3 separate regions of the Sus scrofa genome follow, and regions 1 and 2 are each linked to region 3. Evidence: chromatin contacts called from public Hi-C and HiChIP or PLAC-seq data. All regions are on one chromosome and are shown on one strand. Each heading gives the region's core, a stretch centred on a gene start, on an enhancer-like site or on the middle of the called end of the contact. The rest is flanking DNA. Distances are from core to core; before and after follow the strand shown.

Region 1 (3,751 bases), core at 1,128-3,627, 140 kb after region 3:
AGTGAGTGCATAATAAGGCTCAATGTCCACTGGATGATCTTCTACCATTCTTGGACCTGGTTGATTCTAATTAGTTTCTGTTGTATCCTCAATGGCTCTGTCGTTCTGTATGGGCTGTTTCAGGAAGGATGAGGAGCATCCATGATTTCTGGTTGTGCCTCCCTCCCAGCACCTCCACATGTTCACCAACCTGGGAGTTCTCTGAACCTTATGTCAGGGATTTTTATAAAGACTTCATTATAGGAGTTTGTATCATGGCTCAGTGGTTAATGAACCCGACTAGGATCCATGAGGATGCGGATTCGATCCCTGACCTTGCTCAGTGGGTTGAGGATCCGGTGTTGCCATGAGCTGTGGTGTAGGTCGAAGATGCGGCTCAGATCTGGTCAGTGGCTGTCATGTAAGCCAGCAGCTACAACTCTGATTAGACCCCTAGCTTGGGAACCTCCATGTGCCTCGGGTGAGGTCCTAAAAAGACACACACACACACACACACACACACACACACACACACACACACACAGGCATGGTACATTAAATCATTGGCCATTAGTGATCAAGTCAATCTCCAGCCCCTCTCTCAGGAGTTTGGGGGGCGGTGGTGAGGCTGAAATTTCCAAACTTCTAATCACATGATTGGTTCCCCTGGCAACCAACTCCATCCAAAGGGGCTTTCCAAAAGTCACCTCATTAACATAAACTCAGGTGTAGTTGAAAGGAACTTTTTATGAAAAACTCATTTCACATTTTTTGTTTGTTTTTGGCCACATCTGAGGCGTGTGGATGTTCCCAGGGCAGGGATTGAACAGGCATCACAGCAGTAACCTGAGATGCTGCAGTAACAACACCAGATCCTTAACCTGCTGTGCCACAGGGAACTCCTCATTTCAATTCTGAATGGCTCTGAAGCTATTTTGGAAACTGAGGGCAAACTAAACATTATAGCAAAAGATGCCCTTATGGCTCTTATGTGGGTAAACCAGGGCTTTAGGAGTTCTGCATCATGAACAGGGGAAGGAGACCAAATATATAATTTGTTCTTCCCTTTTTAGGGCTGCACCTGCAGCTTATGGAAGTTCCCAGGCTAAGGGTTGAATTAGAGCTACAGCTGCCTGCCTATGCCACAGCCACAGCAATACCTGATCTGAGCTGTATCTTTGACCTCTGCCACAGCTCGTGACAATGCCAGATCCTTAACCCACTGAGTGGGGCCAGGGATCAAACCCGCTCCCTCATGGATGGATACTAGTCAAGTTCTTAAGCCACTGAGCCACAATGGAAACTCCTATAATGCTTATTATAAACCACAATATCGGAGTTCCTGTTGTGGATCAGCAAAAACAAACCCGACTAGTATCCATGTGGACATGGGTTCAATCTTTGGCCCTGCTCAGTGGGTTAAGGAATCGGTGTTGCTGTGAGCTGTGGTGTAGGTCGCAGATGCGGCTCGGATCCAGTGTTGCTATGGCTGTGGTGTAGGCCGGCAGCTGTTGCTCCGATTCGACCCCTAGCCTGGGAACTTCCATATGCCACAGGTGCAGCCCTAAAAAGCAAAAATAAAATAAATACAATACAATAAAAATAAATAAAATAAAATATTTTTTAAAAACCCACGATATCACAGCAAGCCACTTGTGTGGCTTTAGATTTTTTAGTAGCCACATTCTCAACAGTAAAAAGAAACTGGAGAACTTAATTTTAGCAGCATATTTTATTTAACCCAATTTATCCAAAATATTATTATTATACATGTAATCAATACACAAATATCAGTGAGATAGTTTACATTCTTTTTCCTACCAAGCCTTCCAGCCTTCCAGCACATCTCAGTTTGCACTGGCCACATTTCAGGATTTCATAGCAACACGTGGCTGGGTGGCTACCAGTCTGGACAGCGCAGGCTTAGAGCCTCCCCCGCTGTCCCTGAGGCCATCAAGAGACTGTTTACTGCTGTATCCCAGTGCCCGGCACATAATAAGGCTCCCAGTGATCTGCCATATGTGAGCTGGAATCATCTCCCCTCTGAGCCAACTGGTACTATTGTGAAGGTTCACGTGAAGTATGTTAGGTTCTCCTGCTCAGGGATGGTTGCTGTTCTTACTTCCTCAAAGTCAACTGAAGGGCGGCAGGCCAAGGCTTACTCTCTGTCTTTCTCTTGGGAGCTCTTTTCTAAAATTACCAAGCGCAAGCTGGATTCCAGAGCTGGCAGAAGCCTTAGGGTAAAACTCTAGAGCAACAAACGAAAGAGCGGGAACATCTAATGCAGGCCCTTGGTTTCTGTTCCCCTTGACAGCTCGAGGCCCCGCCCACCCCAGCCCCTGATCGGCGCCCAGCGGAACTACAGCCCCCATGATGCAGCGCGTGTCCTCGCGTGTGCGTCATCGGTTTGGGACGCCAGGGCGGTGAATAAACGAGTTGAGATGCTTCTCCAGGCGCTGAGCCAGAGGACCCCCTGACCCATAGGAACTAGTAGGGTCGAACACGCTGAGCTCAGAGTCCCCGGACTCACCGAGGTCAGAACGGCGAACCTGAGGCGGCTGGTGACTCGCGCGCCCTTCTCCTCCCGCCTGTCCCCGGGGTGGCGCTTGTTGGTGACGTCGGGGGTATGATGGCTGACAGGAGGCCGGGAAGGTGAAGGTGAGAGGGCGAGCACACTGGGCGGTGGGCCGGGGCCAGCCCAGCCCGGCGAGTCTTGAGTAGCCTGGCGTGCGCCAGTGGGACACCAGGTTCCCGGGGGCTCCGAATCCGGGCTGGCAGGCGCCCCCACGCTCCAGCCTCGCCGCCGGGCTCTCCGCGGCCCAGAGAGGAGGGGGCGGGACGCTGGACTGGGGGGGGGGAATCCCTGAGGCTACTTGTCACCCTTTGCTTGCTCACTCTTCACCGCCGCATTCCACCCCAACCCTTTCCCCATTTCTCATCCAGTTCTCTGTATTTGCCGGCACGTATTCAGCGCATGATAGGTGCCCACGTTCATCACTGTAGGTGCCCTGCTCCGACTTCCCCAAATTTGGGCACTTATTGCTCTCGCACAGTCGTCTCTTTACTTGTTTGGCTTCTAAATGAACGGTAAGCTCCGTTTGAAGGCAGGGACTGTTTTTTTATCCATCCCTAACTTTAATGCCTGGCACAAACACACACAGACGCAAGGCAGACAGAAGATGCCGAATAATTAGCTGCTTGGATCATGAGGCCAAAACTGCCATTCCCCTCTATTGTAAGTCTGTGTTGCCCTGTTCCTTTAATTCCTTTATTTTCTCTCTTTTCCTCCTCCCATTAGGGGCTCTGTCACCCTTTCCCTCTCCAAGGGTGGGGTGAGACAGATGCACCTAATAGAAAGCAAGGGAGCTTTGCAGTCACCAGGAGGGAGTATCTCAGTTGCAGCTTGGCCACTTAACTAGCATAACTCTTTGCACCACAGAATTGAGAATTAAGACATTTTACAGCATCTGGCAGGTGGAGGCTTTCAATAAGTTGCACTTCTGTGTCTCAACTCCACCCTCCCATCTCTAGTCCTCCATTCCACAGTCCTCAGCCCAGTCCCTGTCCTTGTTCTGCCCACTCCTCGCGCCTCTGGCTGTGCCTTTGCCAGGGTCCCTGCTTCTCCCCAGCACATGGCTGAACACGTGTTTGTGCACACCTAGGCTTGGCCCCACACCTGCGTGTTGTGTTTTTCCTCAGGGAACTTCCTCACATACCACGCCAGTGCCTCAATGAGTAAGCTTCCCTCGGGGATGAGTTTGCTTGGCTTTTC
Region 2 (4,071 bases), core at 1,220-3,719, 180 kb after region 3:
AACACTTGATCCTTAACCTGCTGCACCACAAGGGAACTCTAAAGCCACATTTCTGTTTGTTTACTTGCTTCATACCTTTTAAACACGTTTTTTGAGACAGAATCAATATACAATAACTGCCCATGTTTAAAGTGAACAATTTGATAAGTTTTGGCCAATGTACGCACCTCTGAAACCATCACCTCAATCAATAGTGAATAAGGAGTTTTCGTGTGGTTCAGTGGGTTAAGGATTTGGTATTGTCAATGCAGTGGCTTGGGCTGCTGCTGTGGCACAGGATTGATCCCTGGCCCGGGAATTTCCACATGCCCCAGGGGTGGCCAAGAGAACAAAAAAGTAACCAAAGCCATCATCCCCCCAGTGTCCTCATGCCCTCTCATCATCCCTCCCTCCCACCTGTCTCCAAGCAACCCCTGATCTTTCTCTCACTATAGTTTACGTCTTCTCAGGTTTTACATAGATGGACGGTACCGTTTGTCCTCTTTCCTTTCCACGCAGCATCACTGTTTTGCGATGCATCCATAGTGTGTGTGTACCTGTAGTTTATTCATTTTTATTATTGAAGAGTATGCTTTGCACAGATATGTCACAATTTGTTTATCCATTCACCACTTGATGGACAAGTGGATTTACAGTATATCTGCTATGAACATTCATACATAAGCCTTCATATGGGCAATATTCTTTCCCTGAGATAAATGCCTTAAAGTAGAATAAGTGGGTCATATACATTTAACTTAAAAAATTTATCGAGTTATAATTTACATACCATAAAATTCGCTCTTTTTAAGGGTACAAGTCAATCATTTTAGCAAATTTGTGAAGCTGTGCAGCCCTCCTCCCCACAGTCCCGTGTTGGGATGTCTTCATTACCCCAGAACGGTCCCTCAGTCCATTGGCAGTAATTCTCTGTTCCCAGCTCATACTCAGGGAATCGCTAATCTACTTTACGTCTCTAAAGATTTGCCTTGGAGTTCCTGTCGTGGCTCAGTGGTTAATGAATCCGACTAGGAACCATGAATGAGGTGGCGGGTTCGATCCCTGACCTCGCTCAGTGGGTTAAGGATCTGGCAATGCCATGAGCTGTGGTGTAGGTTGCAGATGCGGCTTGGGTCCCACGTTGCTGTGGCTGTGGTGTAGGCCGGTAGCTACAGCTCCGATTGGACCCCTAGCCTGGGAACCTCCACATGCTGTGGGAGCGGCCCTAGAAAAGGCAAAAAGACAAAAAAAAAAAAAAAAAAAGGTTTGTCTTTTCTGGACATTTCACGTAACAAGAATCATTTAATATGTTTTTTTAGTATGTATGGCTTCTTTCACTTAGTGTAATGTTTGAGGCTCATCCACGTGGTAGCCTGGGTCAGTATTCCAGTCCTTTTTCTTGCCAAGTAGTTTCCACTGTCTGGATAGCTTTTTTAGTTTGTCCATTTATGAGTTGATGGACATTTGGGTTATTTCTCCTTTTTTGTGGCTATTAGGAATAATGCTGCCAGGAACATTCTTGTACAAGTCATTGTGTGGACACATTTTCATTTCTCTTGTGTAGATAGCTAGCAATGTAATTGCTGGGTCATACGGTCAATTTAAATTTATTTGTCTTTTTTTTTTTGGTCTTTTTGCCTTTTCTAGGGCCGCTTCTCGCGGCATATGGAGGTTCCCAGGCTAGGGCCACAGCAACACAGGATCCGAACCGCGTCTGCGGCCGACACCACAGCTCAGGGCAACGCCGGATCCTTAACCCACTGAGCGAGGTCAGGGATCGAACCTGAAACCTCATGGTTCCTAGTCGGATTCGTTAACCACTGAGCCACGACGGGAAGTCCCAATAATGCCCACCTTAAAGCACATTTATGAGGCTGGCATGCACTGGGATATGGACAATACCTGGTGAAAAGTAGGCATTCCCTATAAACTTGCCCATATTTTACAGACTGAGTCTTAAGTTATCCGTGTTCATATCTTACCCACTGTCTCCACTCGCCATGCTCCAGGCAAGGACCTCATCCCGGTGTTTAGTGCAGTGCCCCTTGGCACAAAATAGGCACAAACATTCGAAAGAAAGTATGGAAATCATGCGTCTCTAGCCGCCGCCTACCCTCCCGCTCGGAGTTGCATCGTTTGGCTCTGGAACGCAGACAGATCCAGACTCTGAAACTGCCGCCACTGAACACCAACTAGCCCGCGGCCTAGTCCTGACCAATGGGAGCTCGCCTCCCCAGGGGCCCGCCCCATTCTGACCTTCGATCGCTTGTACCCGACCTAGGAAGTCGACCAATTAGCTGTTGAGCTCCGTTGTTATCCCCGCCCCAATGTTGAAACTGCTGCTTCTGAAGGCGAAGTTACATTCGCGGGAGCGTCCCGCCTTCCCGCATCTGACCAATCAGGGAGGCCAGATAGGGCCCCGCCCCGGCCGGTGACGCATGGGGTGGGCGGGGCACAGCTCCCGGCCGCGCTGGCTGCTACTGGCTGGGCGTTGCCCGCGTTTCCTGGCGGTGAGTGCCGGGGCGGCAGGGTCAGGGATGCGGAGGAACGGCTCAGTTGGTTGCCCTCCGTTCGTCCTCATGGAGGGGCCGGGGCCCGCGATGGGAAAGAAGAGGGAGGCTGTCTCCCTCTTCCCAGTGTCCCGCTCCTGAGTTCTCCGGCACCACCTCTGGTACTCTTGCTGCCCGGTTTTCCTTTTGAATGTGGCCTTCCGGTTGCGGTGGCACAGCTTTAGCTCTCCAGAACGCGGCCGGAGCTGGAGGAGGGCAGATAGGCTGTTCTCTTTAACCCCGTGCGAAAACGGAGACCCTTGAGTATAGGTCTAGCCCAGAAACACTTGGTCAGATAAGGGTGGGGGCCGGGACTCCTGGTCCTGGGAATCAGGCTGTTTGCTCCCCTTGTCTGCACTCCGGCGGAGTGGTCTCCTCGAATCTCCACTGCCCCCCACTTAACTGCACGGGTATAGGTGGGGGCGGGTCCAGTGTAGTCTGGCTTCTCTGCTCCGGGCAGGGCTGGTTTCTGAGAGTAGGGGATCTGACTGAATCCAGTGTTAGAAAGGAATAACGTGTACTGGGGGGAGACTGGGTTTCTGGTTGGAGGAGTCTGGGCTTGAGGCTCAGAGGGAAGAGGAAGCCCCTTCCCCTAGCTTGCAGAAATCTTTTCCGGATTAGGGTGTATCCCTGAGCCTGGATGGGGTGAGGGGGGAGGCAGCTTCCACACTCCTGGGGAAAGAAAGGCTGGAGCCAGATTTGGATTCAAAATCTGACTTTGGCACTTACTAGCTGTGTGACTTGGGCCAAATTGCTTAACTCCTCTGAACTTTGGTTTCTTCATTTGTAAAAATAAAAGGAGGGAGTTCCCGTCATGGCTCAGTGGAAATGAATCTGACTAGCATCCATGAGGACTTAGGTTCAATCTCTGGCCTTGCTCAGTGGGTTAAGGATCCCACGTTTCTGTGAGCTGTGGTGTAGGTTGAAGACATGGCTTGGATCCTGTATTGCTGTGGTTGTGGTGTAGGCCGGCAGCTACAGCTCTGATTCGACCCCTAGCCTGGGAACCTCCATATGCCGCAGGTACGGCCCTAAAAATGCAAAAAAAAAAAAAAAAAAAAAAAAAAAGGAAGAAGAAAGCAGGGTAGGAGAGAGGAAAGAGTCCCTTCTGAAGTCTGATTTGTGTTAAATCCAAAAGTTATAATGCTTGGAGTTCCTTCTTTGGTGCAACGGGATCTGAGGCGTCTCTGCACCACCAGGACACAGGTTTGATCCTCCACTCGGCACAGGGGTTAAAGGATCCAGTGTTGCCCCAGCTTCATTGTAGGTCGCAACTGTGTCTTAGATCTGATCCTTGGCTGGGTAGCTTCCATAGGCTGGGAAGTGGCTAAAAAAGAAAAAAAAAGAAAAAGCTTTAATGCTTTATTTACATTTGTGGGCTTGCCCTAATTGTCTTAGATAACTAGTTATGGGAGTTCCCTGGTGGCCTGGTAGTTAAAGGATCTGGTATTATCACAGCTGTGGCTCAGATCACTGCTGTGGCGCAGGTTCCATCCCTGGCATGGGAACTTCCCCATGCCTCGGGCACAGCCACAAACAAACA
Region 3 (4,149 bases), core at 919-3,418:
ACATTGGCTGGGTTCCAAAAGTAGCCAGACCCAAGTTCAGTCAGAGCATGGATTTATGTCCAACTCAGAACAAAGGCTGTCCAGTCTGTGCCTGCCTTCCAGGCTGTTCTTATACACACCACTGAAGTCAAAGTAATTAGAGTGACGACAGAGCCACCAGAGTCGAAGCCCTGAACCATGGCAACCACAGGCAGGCCAACAGAGGGCACAGTGCCACTGGGCAGTTTGGTGGGGAAAATAAAGACAGAAACTTTCTAAGGAAACGCTACTCTTGTACAGGAAGGTGCAAGCACATAGCAGTGAAAACCCAGGGGATGGGGACATGGAGCACTAGAGGGACAACCAGGCCAGGTTCATGCCTTTCAGGAAATGTCCACTGCTAAGCCAGTGTTGTTAACCATTTTGGGGTCCTAGACTCTCGAGAAACAGGTAAGATCAATTGCTCCTCTCCCCTAAAACACACAACAAGTGCACATAACACACACTGGTCCCTCCAAAGTCAAGGAGTTGAGGGAGTTCCCACTGCAGCAAGTAGGTTAAGGACCTGGTGTTGTCACAGCTGGGGTGTATGTAGGTCACAGCTGCAACTCAGATTTGATGCCTGGCCCAGCGTGCCACAGGCTCCACCAAAAAAAAAAAAAAAAAAAAAAAAAAGTCAAAGAGTTGAGCCCAGACCACGCTTTCCATCCCTAGGGAAGCCCATTTTGATTCTGACCTAAAACTCCAGTTTCTCCATGGGGATTAATGTCAAGAATGAGAAAGGGGAGAGCCTCAAGATCAGCCTAGGCTGGTCTTTCTCTGGAATTCAAGAGAGTGCCTCATTAATTGCTGGAACAAACCAAGAAAGGGGAAGGAGGCTGAACCACAGACAAATCAGAGCCATGGACAAACTATCTATCTGCTCTTTGTTCAATAAGGACTTACCTCATTCCTAGCATGCACTAGCCTTCTTTCAACCTTTTTTGTGTGCTACCACCTACCCATTTCAAGCTAGGGTCCCATCGCACCCAGGGCTGCAATTGTGGGCTCACAGGTTTGCCTGCGCTCCCTCTTCCCAGTTCTCTGAGACCAGGGCAGGGTATTCTGTCCATGGTATCCCAGTGCCTGGCATATGGCACTAACAGCCAGCACTCCTGAGCACCGACCCACCAGGCACTGTCACTCTGTTCTCAGAATAATCCTTTACCATCTGCTGAGCACTTACTTAATCAGTGCCGAGCACGGGGCAGTGGGGAAATACGGAGGCCACCACTCCCAGAAAGGTCGGGTGGGCACCCGTGCGCAGCCCGATGCAGTGGACGCCGGAAACAGGGCCAGCGGACCACCGCTCTTCTCCAGGCGCTCGGCGGGGAACCGGCGAAGAGTCTTTGGCGCCCGGGTGGCTCGGGGGCAGTGGATCGATTCACCGGGTCACCGGCTCATGGTCGGGGTGAAGAAATGAAGGCCCAGGCCCAGTCCGGCACGGGGACACCCCGACTCAGGGCCGCCTCCGACCAGGCCGGGGAGGAAAGTGAGTCTTCGCTTCGCTGCTGGGGGTCGTGCAGGAGGCAGCCATTAAGGATTACATTACTCTCTCGGAGGACGAGCGAGGAGGGGGCGGGCCGGCCGCTATCGCTCGCTGCCCACAGGCAAGAGCCCGCCCCCGGGTGGGTGGTCCCCAACTCCTTGGTCTCCTTCCCTGGCAACCCCGCGACTCGCTGTCACTCACCCTCTGGTCGCGGATGACTCGGAAAGCGTGCCCGCCGCAGCTGCGTGGACGCTGCGGGGCCCGCCGGAGGAGGGGGCGGGGCACGAGTGGGGGGCGCGGCGCAGGTGTCAGGTTGCTAAGGGAGGTGCAAGCAGAGGGCGGAAACCACCGGCCCAGGCGCCCGGAAGCCCCGCCCCCAGCATGGCCGCGCCCAGAAGTCTCTTTGGAAGCCGTCCCTCCGCCGTCATGTGACGCGAGCCCTCGCCCCACCCGTTTGCAGCCACTCCCAGTCTCCGTCCCCAAGCACGAGAGGGCCACGTGACACTCCCGGAGCCAGTCACGTGAGGCGCGGATCCTGGGCGGGAGGGGGTTGCCAGAGGGGTCCAGGGTGGCAGTAAAGGAGGAAGATGGCGGGGTGCAGGGGGTCCCTCTGCTGCTGCTGCAGGTGGTGCTGCTGTTGTGGTGAGCGTGAGACCCGCACTCCCGAGGAGCTGGTGAGGAGCTGGCGGAGCGGGGCTGGGCAGGGGGCGGTTGCTAAGGGACCGGGGAGAGGCGTTGCCGGGGGTGGGGCCGGGCCGAACATGGACCGCAGGTGGCAGCGGGTGGGGCGTGGGGACAACAGCCTGGGCTCTGGAAGCATCTGCCGGGCTTCACGCGTACAAGTCTGGGCTTTTTTTTTTGTGTGTGTGTGTGTGTGATCATAACCCCTGCCTAGAATCTGAGGGAGAATCCAGGCCTGCACCAGTGCATCCCGTCCTCATATGCTTTTATTTCCATCTGAAAGGAGTTTTGAATGAAACAAGCGTTTTCAGAAGGAGCTCCTCCGCTGGAGTTTGTGCAGATCATGCAGCTGAGATTCTCCAGCCCTTTCTCTATTTCCTCACCTTTTCTGGGTCACTGATATTCCAGCTTCCATCTGCAAAGCACTCTGGGAAAACTTGAGTTATGTCCCCAGAGTTGACAAGTCCCTCCTGGTTTCAGACTTGGCATGCTGTCAGGTGGAACCTGAATATTTTCCACCTTAAGCTGGCAAGGGACATCTCTGAAGTGTCCTGAAGACGAGTGATTATTTGGAGAATGTTCTGTAGGGATGAAGAGCTCAGTTGGATGAGGGTAGATCCCCACCCATGGGTAGAACCCTACCCGCTCCACCCCCATCCCAAAAGGTTGTTTTTCCGTCTAGTTCCCATTTGAAAATGACTTCAGATGACTTAGAAACTAGCAGTTGATTTCAGTACATATTTCTGCCTCATTCCAATTTTTTTTTTTTTTTTTGCCTCATTCCTCTTTAAAAACCATTAAGGAGTTCCCATCATGGCTCAGTGGTTAACGAACCTGACTGGTGTCCATGAGGACATGGGTTCGATCCCTGGTCTCACTCAGTGGGTTAAGGATCCTGCCTTGCTGTGGCTGTGATGTAGGCCGGCAGCTACAGCTCCGATTCTGCCCCTAGCCTGGGAACCTCCATATGCCTCAGGTGTGGCCCTGAAGAGACAAAAAGACAAAAAAAAAAAAAAATTAAGAGGGTCTTCCTTCTGTGGATCTGTTCTTCTAGACCATCCTTGGAGAAACACAGGAAGAGGAGGATGAGATCCTTCCAAGGAAAGACTATGAGGTAAGATTCTTAGATGCTGTCTTGGGTACCAAAAGTAGTGAGTGACCTGCTCACTTCAGACCCAAGCATTAGGATTCCAACCAGAGATGCTCTTTGACCTTTTCTCCCAGGAGATGAGTAGGTAAGAGGTAACTTCTTTGTGGAAAGGAGACTGTTTAAAAAGCCCTTTTCTCACCTCAACCCCAAGCAGGGTCTGAGTGTGTCTCCATGTTTTCGTGGATCTGTGGTACCTTAATCTGGGTAGAGTATGTGTTTGCTATTAGATGTTTTCTTTTACAACCTGCAGAGACCCAGAGTCAAAGCCACTGAGTGTGTGCTCCTAACACGTGAGGACAAGAAGACTTTGCTTCTCTTCTGAGTGAACTGAGTTTTCAGATGATTGTTTCCTGTCTAAGCAGCTTCTCTCAGAAATGTTAATTCTTGAGTGTAGTTCTCCATTTCAGGCATGGAATTCAGAGAGGGGGGGAGTGTGTGTGTGAGTGGGTGTCTGTGTAGTAAGGCCAGGCCAGTCCTGCGGAATGCTTTTCTATTATTTAACCAGTTCACGATGACATTTCTATGACTTTTGCAATGACAAACACAAGCCACAGTTGTGATAGAGGATTTGTAAATGATTTACAAAAAGAGGCTAGAGAAAAACCCACAACCCTGATCATTGAAAGATGATTATTCACTAACAAAACATCCTTTTCCATGTTTTTTTTTTTTTTAAGTAGCAAAGTAAGATTCTACTAAATACTCTATTTTAACATATTTTCTCCCTCCACTGGGTGACAGTTTTTATATCAGTAGCTGCTTTTCTATAATATCTTTTCAAATAGGGGAATGGTATTTCCTTATGGCACAG

The links. Hi-C and Micro-C count contacts between places; a contact is called where the count stands out from the background. HiChIP or PLAC-seq counts read pairs in DNA pulled down with a chosen protein or histone mark.
Region 1: an H3K27ac HiChIP or PLAC-seq map of alveolar macrophages shows a contact between it and region 3. The contact joins the promoter of MFN2 here to the promoter of MTHFR in region 3. A contact is called at or near these places in 2 of 47 Hi-C or Micro-C datasets (heart right ventricle and skeletal muscle) and 1 of 2 datasets of contacts at active chromatin or transcription factors (alveolar macrophages).
Region 2: a Hi-C map of liver shows a contact between it and region 3, with 4 times the contacts expected there. The contact joins the promoter of MIIP here to the promoter of MTHFR in region 3. A contact is called at or near these places in 2 of 47 Hi-C or Micro-C datasets (heart right ventricle and liver) and 1 of 2 datasets of contacts at active chromatin or transcription factors (alveolar macrophages).

Annotation. Positions count from the first base shown.
Region 1 is chr6:72,024,135-72,027,885 of Sscrofa11.1, forward strand. MFN2 (mitofusin-2) reads left to right here and starts at 2,378. Exons shown (of 19, transcript XM_021095349.1): 1 at 2,378-2,637.
Region 2 is chr6:72,062,229-72,066,299 of Sscrofa11.1, forward strand. MIIP (migration and invasion inhibitory protein) reads left to right here and starts at 2,470. Exons shown (of 10, transcript NM_001244704.1): 1 at 2,470-2,650.
Region 3 is chr6:71,879,950-71,884,098 of Sscrofa11.1, forward strand. It overlaps MTHFR (methylenetetrahydrofolate reductase), which reads right to left and starts at 2,169. Exons shown (of 12, transcript XM_003127574.4): 1 at 1,205-2,169. CLCN6 (chloride transport protein 6) reads left to right here and starts at 1,963. Exons shown (of 24, transcript XM_005664997.3): 1 at 1,963-2,181; 2 at 3,243-3,302. The coding sequence starts at 2,095.